Regions from separate parts of the Mus musculus genome. Here all the other regions are linked to region 3. Evidence: chromatin contacts called from public promoter capture Hi-C data. All regions are on one chromosome and are shown on one strand. Each heading gives the region's core, a stretch centred on a gene start, on an enhancer-like site or on the middle of the called end of the contact. The rest is flanking DNA. Distances are from core to core; before and after follow the strand shown. Region 1 holds the start of Slc12a6 (solute carrier family 12, member 6). Region 2 holds the start of Lgr4 (leucine-rich repeat-containing G protein-coupled receptor 4). Region 3 holds the start of Ano3 (anoctamin 3).

Region 1 (4,480 bases), core at 1,710-4,209, 1.3 Mb after region 3:
TTAGCATTGTTAGCATTACTTCTATGCCACGAGCTGTGCATACCAAAATAAAGACTTCAACCTGGAGGTAGTACTAGTCACCATGGAGAAAAGGAAACGTGTGACTCTAGCAATGACTTAGACAATCCCCTGGATACACATGGCTTTAGGGAGCTTGATTATGTGTTTGGGGGCAAGAGGAAGAGCTGTCAGAGTGAGCTAGGTAGTGCATATAAATACATGCAAAAAGACTGGCATGTGTCAGAGAGCAGAAATTGCGCAAAATGTCATTGTAAAGTCTGTGAAGTTTGAATGGCCATCAAGGCTGCCTTAGAAAGTAGATTCCTGAGGAGATGGGCTTCTTTTCTTCAAGAACAGTTGTAAGGTTTTTGGTTTGGTTTGGTGTGGGTTTTGGTTTTTCAAGACACAGTACATTTGTAAGGTTTTTGTTTGGTTTGGGTTTTGGTTTTGGTTTTGGTTTTTCGAGACAGGGTTTGTATAGCCCTGGCTGCCCTGGAACTCACTCTGTAGATCAGGCTGACCTCGAACTCAGAAATCTGCCTGCCTCTGCCTCCCAAGTGCTGGGACTAAAGGTGTGCATCACCACTGCCCAGCCATTAGCTAGCTATAGGCTATATTTAAAAATCCAGGCTGTGCATGGTAGCTGATGTCTAATTCTGTCATAGAATGAGGTAGAAGGATCCCTATGAGTTCCAAGCCAGCCTAGGCTATGTAGTTAGTCCTTGTATCAGAAAACTAAAGGGAGCTGAGGGTGTACATAACATAGTAGGTCCAGTGACTTTCTAACATGCACATAGCTTTACAGAAGACTGGGTTTAGTGACCCCATAATTCCAGCACTTGGGAAGTAAAGGCAGGTCAGAAGTTGAAAGTCATCCTCTGCCGGGCAGTGGTGGCGCACACCTTTAGTCCCAGCACTTGGGAGGCAGAGGCAGGTGGATTTCTGAGTTCGAGGCCAGCCTGGTCTACAGAGTGAGTTCCAGGACAGCCAGGGCTATACAGAGAAACCCTGTCTGGAAAAAAAACAAAAGAAAAAAGAAAGTCATCCTCGGCTATATAGTTTGAGGACATCCTGTGCAACATGAACTCATGTTTCACTTTCTCTAAAGAGCAAAAGAGGTATTTTGGCAGCAAAGGTGCTTCACCCACAAGCCTGCAGATCTGGGTTCAGATCCTGGGACCTATAATCAGAAGGACTCATGTATTTGTACACTCAAAATAAATAAGTGTACCAGTTTTCTAACCCTGCCCCCACCCTCACTGATGAGGATAGAATCAAGGGCTTTGGATATGTCAAATACTCAAAGATCTAATACAATTTTACATTTTAACGGGTTTCGTTTTATTTCCAAGCTATCAAACTCGACTGGAAATTGCCATTTGGTCAAAGTGAATTTCCAAGCCCTGGAATTAAGATGGTTTTGATTCATTTTTTTTTTAAACTATAAATCTTTTATGTGTATTTAAGTGCAGTGCCAGCATGGGTCTTATCACCTAGACCTGGAGTTACAGGGCCATGAGAACTGGGAACGGAATTAGGGTTTCCTTCAGAGCAGTAAACGCTGTTAACCACTGAGGGTCTAGCCTCCTGCTCCATTATTAAGTCCACTGATTTGCAACTAGGAGGAAAGGAAAGGTCTCAGGAAAGGCTCCAGTGAGTTTCTGCATTTTGATCAAACTTTCAGAGCGTTTTCAAGTAAAACATGGTTGAACTGAAAGTTATTAAAACACCTTGACGAATTAAATAAACATTCTAGTGTTAATAAAGTGGGTCAAATCCTGGAAATGTTGCAGAGCAGATATCCCAATGTCTTCTCCATGTCTGTATAAGTTCTCTTTAATGGAAATTTAAGCCTGGCTTGCAGTTTCAAAAGGATATGAACAAGAAAGGGGAAAGTAGCCCATAATGATGAACAAGATACAGGTGTCTTAGAAAAGACAACTGAATTTTTACAGAGGTCACATCTAAGGTAACTAGATACCGTAATGGGAGGTTTGGGTGCCATAGAGTTAAGGTTTCCAGAGAGCTTTTAGAGATGACCCTTGCGGTTCGCGGGTCAGTGTTCACTGAGTGCCTCTAAGCAGCATACTGAGTACGTGGAGCACAGGTGAGGAAAAAGCAGCTCGCCACACGCGTTCAGACCCTAGGGCGGACTACAGTTCCCGTCGTGCTCCACGTGAGAGTCGCCGGTCCGCGCAGGCGTGGTGCCCTCTGTCTCCCGCGCTGCATGCTCCGGGCGGGGCTGCTGTTGCCCGGCCGCAGGACGGCGCCGCCCTCTAGCTCCCCAGACTTCTCCGGACGGTTAACCTCGAATGAGGAACGAGAGGGGCGGAAAGGGGAGGGCTGCGGCGGCGCGGGCACAGCCCGCCGCGCCCGGGGCGGGGGGCGGCGAGGTCACGTAACGGCCTCGGGCGTCTGCCGGGGAGGGGGCCTCCTGCGCGCCGCGGCTCCGGAACGGTTAGCGGCTAGTAAACAACAGCTGCGCGCGCACCCGCATCAGCTGGCGCGGGCTCCCGCACCTGCGACCTCCTCCGTAGCCGGGACCAGCCTGCCTGGCCGTCTTCTCCCTCCGCCGAGACCCAAGGAAAGCCGGCGAGAGGCTAACGGGCCCCGGGAGGAAAGCGCGTCCTGTCACACGCAGTGCAAACACGGCGAGCGGTCGTGGGCTTGAGGGACTCGCCACGACCTGCCACGACCCTGCAGTGGGAGCTGCCCTGATCCGCTAGCCGCCGCCTCCAGCTCCTTTGCCAGGACGAGACCTCTGGGAGGCAGGAATCCACTCTGCTTCGGCATCCTCTCGTGGCTCTCCTCTTTCTCCTTCCTGTAGTGTGGGGGTATTTTCCCGTTATGCATGCGCATCTCTCCCACCAGACCCAAGTGGATTATCGACCTCAAAAACATCGGGTGGCTCAGCACACACCTCCTCCCAGCCAGACCTGTGGGGTATTCACCTGATACACAACAGGTGGCTGGTGCACACCTTTGCGCAATCTGATCCACGCTCTTATACGCCTGATAAGGGTGGGCCTGCATGCTCCGTCCTCAGCTAGAACCGTGGGACACTCGGCAGATAAAGGACTAACTACCTCATCCGGACCCTGGGGGTTGAGCAGAGGGAGGCGTCACCAGCTGCTGTGAGATCATGGCACGGAGCCCTCAGCCCTGGACCAGGGGAGATAGCTAGGATTCTGAAAGAACCAAGTTATACAGGATTAGCATCGTTTTGTTCTTATTTTGTTTTCTCGAAAATTATTTTTCAGTTACTGGTGGGGCACTTTATAAAACAGCTGGCTTGAATTCTATACACGGATTCTTAATTGGGCCTTTGTGGGCTGTAAATCAGGGTAATTGAGGGTTTTTGGTTTTTTTTCCCCTTCTATTTTTGCAATCAGAAGTAGCTAGTGTAGGAGGAAGAGTTTTTGTGAGCTTTTCCTTTTTTCTTTGTCAAAAAGGAAAGGGGGGGGAAAATGCATCCACCAGAAGCCACCACCAAGATGTCCTCAGTTCGGTTCATGGTGACACCAACTAAGATTGATGACATTCCAGGTTTGTCAGACACCAGCCCGGACCTCAGCTCTCGGTCTAGTTCTCGAGTAAGATTTAGCTCCCGAGAAAGTGTGCCAGAAACAAGCCGTAGTGAGCCTATGAGCGAACTGTCTGGGGCTACTACTTCTCTGGCAACTGTTGCCCTAGATCCTTCCAGTGACCGGACTTCTAATCCCCAGGATGTTACGGAGGGTAAGTAGAGACTCAGAGAGCCGGGTGTTTCAACCCTTGGGTTGTCCATGTTGGCTAACTACCCTAATTTTATAATCATAAATTAAGGCCCACGTTTCTGTGATGCTTACGAGTGTGGGAATAATAGCGACAGTTAGTAGGTCACTGCAGTAGTCTTTTTGGCGTGGGAAAGTAGCTGGCAAGAGGGCAAGGAAATGTCTATTTTGGTTTCCTTATTTCTGTCTTATTTCTAATTAAAATGACTATTTTTAAAAAATTAAATCTTTTACAACACACAAAAAAAGTTCTAAACTAAAATTTTAATGGGCTGGATATGCGCTTTCTAGAGAGCTTTGGGGCTTTGACTCCTAAGTCAGCGTTTAAGGCAGGTTGTTACATCTTGTGTCTTACTGGATTCTTTTGCAGATTCAGTTGGGTGTCATAAAATTATTTTTTGAAATTTATGTTTTTATAGAGTATTTAAAGTAACTGAATTCACTCAAGGAAGTGGTACTCTCTTGAAAGAATGGAACTTTCGAGAGGGACTTCTCGTGCATGATTCCCACATAATTTCCCTGCTGAGCTTTAGATAACTATTTTGTATATTGTATATTGAGTTTTGTAGTCAGAACCTATAGAAGCCACTTCTGTTCGTATTAACCACTTTCCAGACTTGACCTTGAGCTGACGAGCCTGACTTGAATTAGAAGTTTTCCTTTGATTTAGTGGGAAGAGGTGATGCAAGGAGGAAAGTTACTTTTTC
Region 2 (4,245 bases), core at 993-3,492, 1.0 Mb before region 3:
TGTGTAACAAGCCCTGGCTGTCTTCAAACTCACAGAGATCTGTGCTTTTTTAATTATACTGTACATGTGATTCTTATAACTACCAAAATTTGGAAACACTTGATGTACATACGTGTTTTGCCTGCATGTTTATGTGTTTACCATATATACACATGCATGCTTGATGCTCATGGAGACCGGGAGAATGTCAGATGCCCTGGTCTTGGAGTCACAGATAGTTGTGAGACACCATGAACGTGCTAGAAACAGAATCGATATCTTCTGCAAGAGCAGCCAGTGCTCTGAGCTACTGAGCTATCTCTCCAGCCACTTCGAAATACTTCTTTACTGAGGAGAGCTTCTTTACTGAAGAGAGAGAGAGAGAGAGAGAGAGAGAGAGAGAGAGAGAGAGAGAGAGAGAAACATGGAAATGAGTCTGGACATGGTGATTCATACTATTATTCCAGCATTCATGAAGCTGAGGCAGGAGGATGGTGAGTTGAGTTCAGTCTAGATTACATAGCAAAACTCTGTCAACATAAATATTTGTCAGAAATAAAAGCATCCATGAAGTGTATAGTTACCTTAATATAACAAAAAGTATACCTTAGAAGGAGTTGTGTTTTTTAAGAAAGAAGATTTTAGCTGGGCATGGTGGCACACGCCTTTAATCCTAGCACTTGAGAGGCAGAGGCAGGCAAATTTCTGAGTTCGAGGCCAGCATGGTCTAGAAAGTGAGTGCCAGGACAGCCAGGGCTATACAGAGAAACCCTGTCTCAAAAAACCAAAAAAAAAAAAAAAAAAAAAAAAAAAAAGACTTTAAGTATCAATTAGAATTAGACTTTTTCCTCACTTTATTTACTCATGAAATTGGCTGAAAAGTAATAGAAATGGAAAAACAAAAACAAAAAACAAGTTGCGGAGGCTTCTGAAATACTAACTAGACCAGGAGTGAGATGATCTTGGGCAGAGGGCAGAAGAACATGGTATCCAAGAGATTCTGAGGCCTTGTCTATAAAGTCTGAGCGCCACTGGTCTTTCTTTTTAAAGTTCTCTTTCAACCTTATAGTGAGGAAATTCATCTTTCTTAAAACTTGTCTGTATTTATTTATCCATTAGCATAACTTTAGAGTATATGGATTCAACCTGACTTTATTATTATTTAGCATATTCTTTAATGTAGAGATGGTAGATTTTTTTTTTTTTATTTAGGAAATCGGCTAGCTTTTCGTTAATTTATTTACATTTTCTTTTTTTTTTATTTGCATGAGGTGGCTAGTTAACTTTATACAGTATAGATATTTTAATGCTCTTCTTGCTCTAATGTAATGGGTTCATTAAAAATGTGTACAATCTAGAGTAAAAACAACCAAAGGCCTAGGAGAAAGCAAGAAAAGAGGCACTGAGAATGCTGATTTTTTTTTTTCTATAAACATTATGTGGGAAAAAGGAAGGGATGCTGATAGTTAACACACAAGTTGTTTCTGGTGTCTCAGGGGCAGTCAGCTGGCACTCAAATGTTCTCTTCCAGTGCTGGTTAACCGGCACCTCCTTGGCTGGACTCCTCAACATCCTTGTGTTTAGGGAGAAAGAAGTCTGATTGGTGTCATGGATGATTAACCGCTAATTTAGCTCCCAAGTGTGAATGAAAAAGGGTACTAAGATCTCAGAGGTGATGTGAGATACAGGAGGGGTCACGCTGTTTTAATTTAGTGCACGGTTGAACTCAAAAATTTGGATCAGATAGAAAGAAATGTTTCTCCCTCCTTTTCGACCCCCACCCCCACCCCCATTTCTTTCCTCTGTTTGCAAAGCTCTCAGTGCCCTTGCCCTTAAGAACAGCGAAGAGTCATTTGACACGTCTGAAAGCTGGAGGCGAGTTTTACTTTTCAGGTCATCCAATTTAGGAGATCCAATTTCTGCGGAGGGGAGAAAAAAACTGGGTGGGGGAGGGAAACAGCAGACTCCTGGTCTTCCGATCTGTCTACCTTCAATACACAACCTGACATGCAGATCCAGCCAAGTCAGGGCTTTTACTTGAACCTCCACTACCAGCCCCAGCAGCAGCAGCACAACCTTGTCACTCATTCCAGAGAAACACGCCCCATTCCTCTTGACCAATAATGGCTCCACTGCCTGCATAGTAATGAGCTCGAGACCTCCCCTGACCAATAGCGCTCCCGGAGCGGGGTTAGTTTTGCATGTACCTAAATGATTTGCATAACCCGGCGGCCAGGGGCTCCCGAGGCGAGCGTGCAACCCTAGAAGGGAAAAGGACGCGCGGAGCGGGAGCCGCCTCGGGGAGAGCGCGGACAACCAGGGTGTTTGTGAGAGCTGGGGCGGGGGTTGGGACGCCTGGCCGGCATGGCTGGAGGCTGCGCTCCGCAACCTTGAGGAGCTGTGCGGCTGGAGGAGGCCCGGGACAGGAGGCGGCGGCGATGGCAGCGCGCGGCCCGGGCAGCCGCTCTGGGCCGGGTCGGCTGGCCTGAGCCGCGGGGCTGCCGGTGCGCGTCCATGGAGCAGCGGGAAGGGAGAAACTGCGGAGCGCCGCGTCCTAACGCTCCGGCGGCAGACTGCTGAAGGAAGCGAGCGCACGCGGACCGCCGAGGGACGGCGCCCGGGCCCCGAGCCCCGCAGGCCGGCTGCCCCTGGTGCGGCGCGGTGCGGCGGAGGGCAGCGGAGGCGAGTCGAGCGAGAGGAGCCGCGGGAGAGGCGGGCGCGGGCGGCGGCCGCAGCAATGCCGGGCCCGCTGCGGCTGCTCTGCTTCTTCGCCCTGGGGCTGCTCGGCTCGGCCGGGCCCAGCGGCGCGGCGCCACCTCTCTGCGCTGCGCCCTGCAGCTGCGACGGCGACCGTCGGGTGGACTGCTCCGGGAAGGGGTTGACGGCGGTACCGGAGGGGCTCAGCGCCTTCACCCAAGCACTGTGAGTGCGGGCGACCGGGCTGCGGGTTGAGGGACCCGCGGGCGCTGCGGGGCGGAGCCAGGGCTCGACCCCAGCCCCCAACCCCAGCGCCCTGGGGGTGCACGAATCACCTGTGTGTGTGTGTGTGTGTGTGTGTGTGTTGGAGGGTCAGGGGGATTGGCCCCCTTTCCCGTATGCTGGCCTCTCCAGACTTAGCCACTTTGAATCTGAACCTCTAGGAGCTTTTTCTTTTTGCAGCTTTTTTTTGGGGGGGGGGGTGCAATTACTACCTCCTACCCCCCACCCCCCACCTCAAATCGCAAGTGCATTTAGGGCCAGGAGGGAGGATGCTGGAAACGCTTGCCCTTGGCAGCCTTTCACGTGACCTCTTCCCCCATGCGGCCCCCTGTTCGGCTGGCAAAACTTTGGCCACGGATGAGGGCGCCTAGAACTTGGCCTGCGTTTGCCGACCAGGCACGTTCCATGGGGAAGCACCTGAATACCCCCAGGGTTCCCGCAGGCGGAGTGAAGAAACACCTGTACCTAAGAAGGGGAATCGCTTTCCAGTTTGGCCCCGTCCTGCCTGTGCAGTGTGACACCTTAGCTCAGATCCACTCGGGACTCATTACCACGAGCAGAGCCCAGGGAGGAGGAGAAGGATTCGGCCTACCCTGGGCGGGGATCCTTAGTGAATAAGGCATTTAAAAGAAGGAATGCTGACCTGAGGTAGAGAATGTTGGGAGAGAAAGTTCTAGAGCATGTGATCAGTGCAGTCTGTAAGGTGGGCAACCGTTTTCCGCCTGTACCTTCAGCAGAGCCTTTCGTGTGAGCTGCCTGTGGTCAGGAAGAGTAGCATAGATGGTTCTGACCCTCCCCACCTCCTTCCCCAGAGACCCAGAGAGCCTTTAGCATCTCAGGGAAGAGGGGGAATCTGAAATAGGTGTTGGAGGTGATGTTGGCAAATGCCACCCGTAGAAAAAGAATGGGGTAATTGAGCGGAGGGCAGCTTGTATGGCCCTTTCAGCCTTCTCGTGTTGTGTGGCCTATTGCATGATTAAATCAGGAGCAGTCAAAGACCTGCTAGAGAGGAAGGGGCCCCGAGAGGCCCTCTGGCAAAGGAAACTTCCTTTTTACCTTCAAGCTATCAAAAGAGACCTCTTAGGCGTAGCTTTAAAGGAATAACAGATCGTGTGAAGGGAAAACTCCCTTTTAGGCAAGCTGGGGCATCACTGTATTTCCAGGTGGGTGGTGCCGAGGCATTCGGCTGGCCCTCTCAGGTTGGGGATGTGGAGAACTGAGACCCTTGGCTTTGCACCCTAGTCTCAGATTTTGGCCCAGTCTTAGGTGTTGTTGATGCCTGGAAAG
Region 3 (4,798 bases), core at 1,537-4,036:
GTAGGAATCAGTGCAGATGTTTCCCAAACAGAATTTCCAATCCATATGATCTTGACAAACCATTTTACCTAAAAGGATGAAAGTCAGTTTAATGAAGTATGCATACTCACTAAACCTGGCATTATTTACAATAACCAAGCCATGGGATCAGTCTATGTCCCCACCTATAGATGGATAAGATTATAAAATTATGTTGTTTGCCAGAAGTGAGGTTTAATAAAATAGTCTCAGAAAACCAAATGTTGTATTTTTCTCTCATATGTGGAAGCTGAGGGCGGGGTGGTATAATATGACACTAAAGTGTAAGTACAGCACATCGGAAAGAGGAAGGGCAAGGAAAGAGGGATGAAGTATATAAAGACGATTACATGATCAAAATACATTGCATGTGTGAAAATATGGCATAAAGTCCCTCAATTATTATATTTAATATAGGCTAATTAAGAGGGAGAATAACAGGTCAGAAATCAAGAGTCTTCATATTATTCATAAATTAACATAAAAGGTAGATAAAACACTTTTCTAAAGGTATTTATCTAGTGACAAAGGCAAACCTAAAATCCAAGACACCAAACTTTCAGGACAGAATTTCCATCAGTTTAATATACACTGTTCTCAGGAAAACACTCCCAGGTCAGCGTGTCTTCCTCCTATTTGCAAAATTAAAATAGCTGATCCTTATTGTGAATTATCTTTGCTTAGCAGGTCCCATCCTAGAGAAAGAACTAGAACAACAAATGACTGTTGAGCAGAGACTTAGCCTCTCCCAGGGATGAACCCCTTCGTGGTTATTCAAATCAGAGTGGTCAGCCTTGGTAGCATATACATGCAAACAACACAGCCAGACTCAAAAGGTTGTATCTATCTATATATCCACGCATAAGCACTCAATATGTGTCTGTATGTAGCAATAATAATCAGAGAAAAACAGGGTGTCAACTTGAGTGTAGGAAGGGACATGGGAGGGATGAATGGCCAGGAACCTGGAAGGACTGGAGGGAGAAAAGCAGAGGAAAGACATATTTTAGGAGACAACATAAACTAAAACCATTTAGATAAAAATTAATCTTGCTCCTTTGTTTGTCCTTCCTTTTCCTCATGTTTACCTTTTCACTAATGATAATTTTTTTTGTGTGCCAAAAAGTGAAATTAAAAAAAAAAAAAAATGGCTCATGATGCACCATAAAGGAACACTACGAAATGCCATGATATGTACAGTTTATCACTCTTTTGAACAATGACAAACAGTCTCAAAGTTGAGAGGCTTTTGCTCTTTAACATACAACATAAATATTCTCACATAGTAAGATATTTTGGGGGGACATTTCAAGTTTCAGGGTCCCCCGAAGCATTAAAAAGTAACAGTATGAGACAGTTTCAAGTTTTCCATATCTTTCTTTTTCCCCCATAATGTTTATACATGTTTAATGAGGCAAGGAAATAAAACTTCTTGAAGTATTTTATTTTTCCTTAGAACACTTTGAGCTTAAATAGAACTTCACAGGAGCCCAAATTCACCTACTCCCACCGTCTCTCACTTTGTACCTAATTCCAACATACATTCAAAAGAGGATTCATGCAGATTACAGTTCCTGATGGGAAGTTCTTTCAGCACAATATGCTGCCTGAAGAATAAATCCCGACTAGGTTATTCTGGGGATATCCAAAGTTTTTGTTTGTTTGTTTGTTTGTTTGTTTAGAAACAAAGCCAAAGAGATACCATAAAGCAGTCATTTGGAGAAAGAATTTTAGAAGTAAGATTTCAATAAATTTTTATTTCAGTGAAAATGGAATGAATACTTGAAAATTACATATTTTAATGATTATATTAACAAATGCATCATAATTACCATTATTCATTCAGTAAATGGCATTAATGTTGAATAACTGCATAAGAGAATACCATTTCCAGAATCTATGTTAAAGAAATATGTGCTTTATGAGAAGCCATTTAAATAACAAAGCAGAACAAAGAGTGATTAAAAAAAAACATTCTTGATCTGACCATGCCCACGCAACTAGTGAAAATTTTGTGAAAGCTAAACGGTGGTCTGGGAAGTTCCAGGAAGACCCAAATACACATAAAAGTCGGAAACCCGTAATAAAAGTGGGGTCAGAAGAGAAAGTTTTCCAAGGAAATTATATCTGGGACCAGTCAACCGCTGGGATTTTTCCACGAATGCATTTATTATACAATTTTTCAAGCTCAGCACAAGTAATAAATTCTGCTCTTGTGAATCTTACAGGGTACTAGAAGCGCATACTGAGGCAAATATAACCCAAAATTTCACTCTTCAAACCCAGGGGTACTGCAGGAACCTTATCTGTTTAAACAGTTCACTGCAATGCACTGAAGGAGACTTAAGCGATATGAACAAACAAGTCCTGACATGACAGATTCTGTTCCCTCCCGGGCGCTGTGCGGCTCCGGATATCAGACTTATCTCCGTTGCAGGATAAAACATTAATAAAATGGGGTCCTAACTTTACAGAGTTCCACAGCTCTTCAACACAATACACGAGTGAAAAGGATGCTTTTGCAAGGAGATGCAGAGCGGGATGTGGTGCCCCCAGGGAAGAGAGAGAGAATTCTCACTGACCTTTTTGCTGTTTAAAGGACTGAATGGAGCCTGAGTGGTGGACCATTTTCACTCTGCGCGATCCAAAGGAGTTGAGGAGCTGTCGGAGAGGGATGCAGAGGAATTGCAGCCAGACTTTCCAGAGACACTCCTGGGGCTCTGAGTAATCCCAGAGCCACCAAGCTCATCGCAATCTGACACCTGCTTTAGCCAGCACTTAGCTCTGAAGGCTGTGTGCCCGCCAGTCTCATCGTCATAGCAACGTGGGAGGGCAGTCCGTGGCCGGCTCCCCTCAGTGGCTACTTCTGAAATAACCCCACATCCCGGCTGTTTCTCAGTGCTGCAGTGAGGGTGGGTGTTGTAAGGGGTTTGGTGCACGTGGGAGAGGAAGAAATTTCTTAAGGACAAGGCATAAATCCAAGCATTCCTTTAGAGCTATCACTAATGCACTCATTTTCAAGCTCTAAACCTCCTTATCAAACCCAGGCACCAGTATTAATTTCCTCGAAGTTGGTCTGTAAATAAAGAAGGGTGAAGCTGGCATCTGTCCTGACAAGAGGATACTAACAGATGTAGTTCTGTTTCCATCCTTCCTTCTTAAATATTCATGTGGGAGAGACCACAACATCCATGATCTGCCTTAGATAAGCACTAAGTTCTAGCATGCAACATTTAAGTTTTTTTTCTGCTTCAGCTACTTCGATTTTAATTTTTTGTGCGATACTGAAAGGTTTAATTCTTTCTAACAGATGCTGAAGAAATATCAACAATGGTACTCAATATAATCATAATTAAAAAGCCATAAAAATAATCTTATATTATAAAAAGAACCTGAAGCTCACAGCAACACACAAGTTCCATTATCACACAAATGGAAACAGTGTTTGGGAACACAAATTGGGAAATGAAGATACCTAACAGTCAAAGAGAGGAAGCAATCATGGCAGAAACACATGCAGTGGTTAAATGAGGGTAAGAACCAGCTCAAAATGGTTTCCAGTGTTCTCTCTCTCTCTCTCTCTCTCTCTCTCTCTCTCTCTCTCTCTCTCTCTCTCTCCCTCCCTCCCTCCCTCCCTCCCTCCCTCCCTCCCTCCCTCTCTCTCTCTCTCTCTCTCTCTCTCTCTCTCTCTCTCTCTCTCTCTCTCTCTCTTTTCATATAATCATGATTTCCTGATCCCAAATTCCTCCCAGAACAAGTTACATAAGGTATTATTGAACAGACATGCAACAATAGGGTCTGTTGGTTCCTAAGTTTGAAATTGTGTGAGACCAATTAATTTAGAATAAACTGAAGGTCCAAATAAAAGTAGATTTTAAAATGATAATGAAATTTCACAATTTTTAAAATCTCAAATAATTTGAATTATTGTTAATTTTTCTCTGTCTTCATACTTGTTGAATGATTCAAAGATGATAAATGTAGTAATATCAGCTTCAAGGAAAAAGGCATTCCCGTTATTCAGAGACATATAGACCCCAGAAACTTTAAATTGTGATTAATTATTATTTGTTATGGTTACTTATAAAGTAGATAGATTCAATAAGGCAGTTCTCTGGGTACTTTTTATTTCATTAGTAACAGGTTGTGAGATCATCTGAAACAAGAAATGGAACAGGAAGGAGGAAGTCAGAGACACCAGAGGGTCTACTGCAATGTACCCTGAGTAGAAAGAATATCAAGGACTATGCCATGATATTGAGCAGTGAATAATAGACACACACACACACACACACACACACACACACACACACACGACTTAGTGTGCCTACTGTGAAATGAGGATCTAGCAAAGACCTTGTCTATTGTCTCCAAAAAGACATGGTAGGTGGCTGAACAGATGTCAAGAAGGGTAAAGGGCACTAACTGCTCTTTCAGATAGATTAGTTATGACCTCAGCATCCTGTTGTAAGGTCAGAATTTTTCTTTAACTCTAGTCCCTGGAGATTATTCTAGTCTCTGAGGCACTGTACACATGTATATTTAAATGCCATGCAGGCAAACCAGCATGCATATAATATAATTAAAAACAATTTATTAAAAGGAGTGCAAGTCCATTGTATACCTCTATAAAACAAAACAATTCTCAAACCTATAGCTCAGGAAACATTGCTGAAAAGGGGGGAAGAAAGACCCTAAGATCAGAGGATGATAGAATTTATTGTGAGACTGAGTCTATCTCCTGGTAATGTCAGAAATTACACCCATAAAGTCTCAGTGA

The links. Promoter capture Hi-C pulls out the DNA fragments that hold promoters and counts their contacts.
Region 1: a promoter capture Hi-C map of hippocampal neurons shows a contact between it and region 3, with 7 times the contacts expected there. The contact joins the promoter of Slc12a6 here to the promoter of Ano3 in region 3. A contact is called at or near these places in 3 of 39 promoter capture datasets (the 3T3-L1 cell line, hippocampal neurons and stem cell-derived epiblast-like cells).
Region 2: a promoter capture Hi-C map of hippocampal neurons shows a contact between it and region 3, with 8 times the contacts expected there. The contact joins the promoter of Lgr4 here to the promoter of Ano3 in region 3. A contact is called at or near these places in 12 of 39 promoter capture datasets (the 3T3-L1 cell line, 3T3-L1-derived adipocytes, the C10 cell line and 8 more), 2 of 484 Hi-C or Micro-C datasets (embryonic stem cells and muscle stem cells) and 3 of 115 datasets of contacts at active chromatin or transcription factors (astrocytes and embryonic stem cells).

Annotation. Positions count from the first base shown.
Region 1 is chr2:112,263,355-112,267,834 of GRCm38.p6, forward strand. Slc12a6 (solute carrier family 12, member 6) reads left to right here and starts at 2,960. Exons shown (of 25, transcript NM_133649.2): 1 at 2,960-3,738. The coding sequence starts at 3,468.
Region 2 is chr2:109,915,405-109,919,649 of GRCm38.p6, forward strand. It overlaps Lgr4 (leucine-rich repeat-containing G protein-coupled receptor 4), which reads left to right and starts at 2,243. Exons shown (of 18, transcript NM_172671.2): 1 at 2,243-2,901. The coding sequence starts at 2,717.
Region 3 is chr2:110,947,458-110,952,255 of GRCm38.p6, forward strand. It overlaps Ano3 (anoctamin 3), which reads right to left and starts at 2,787. Exons shown (of 27, transcript NM_001128103.2): 1 at 2,601-2,787. The coding sequence starts at 2,646.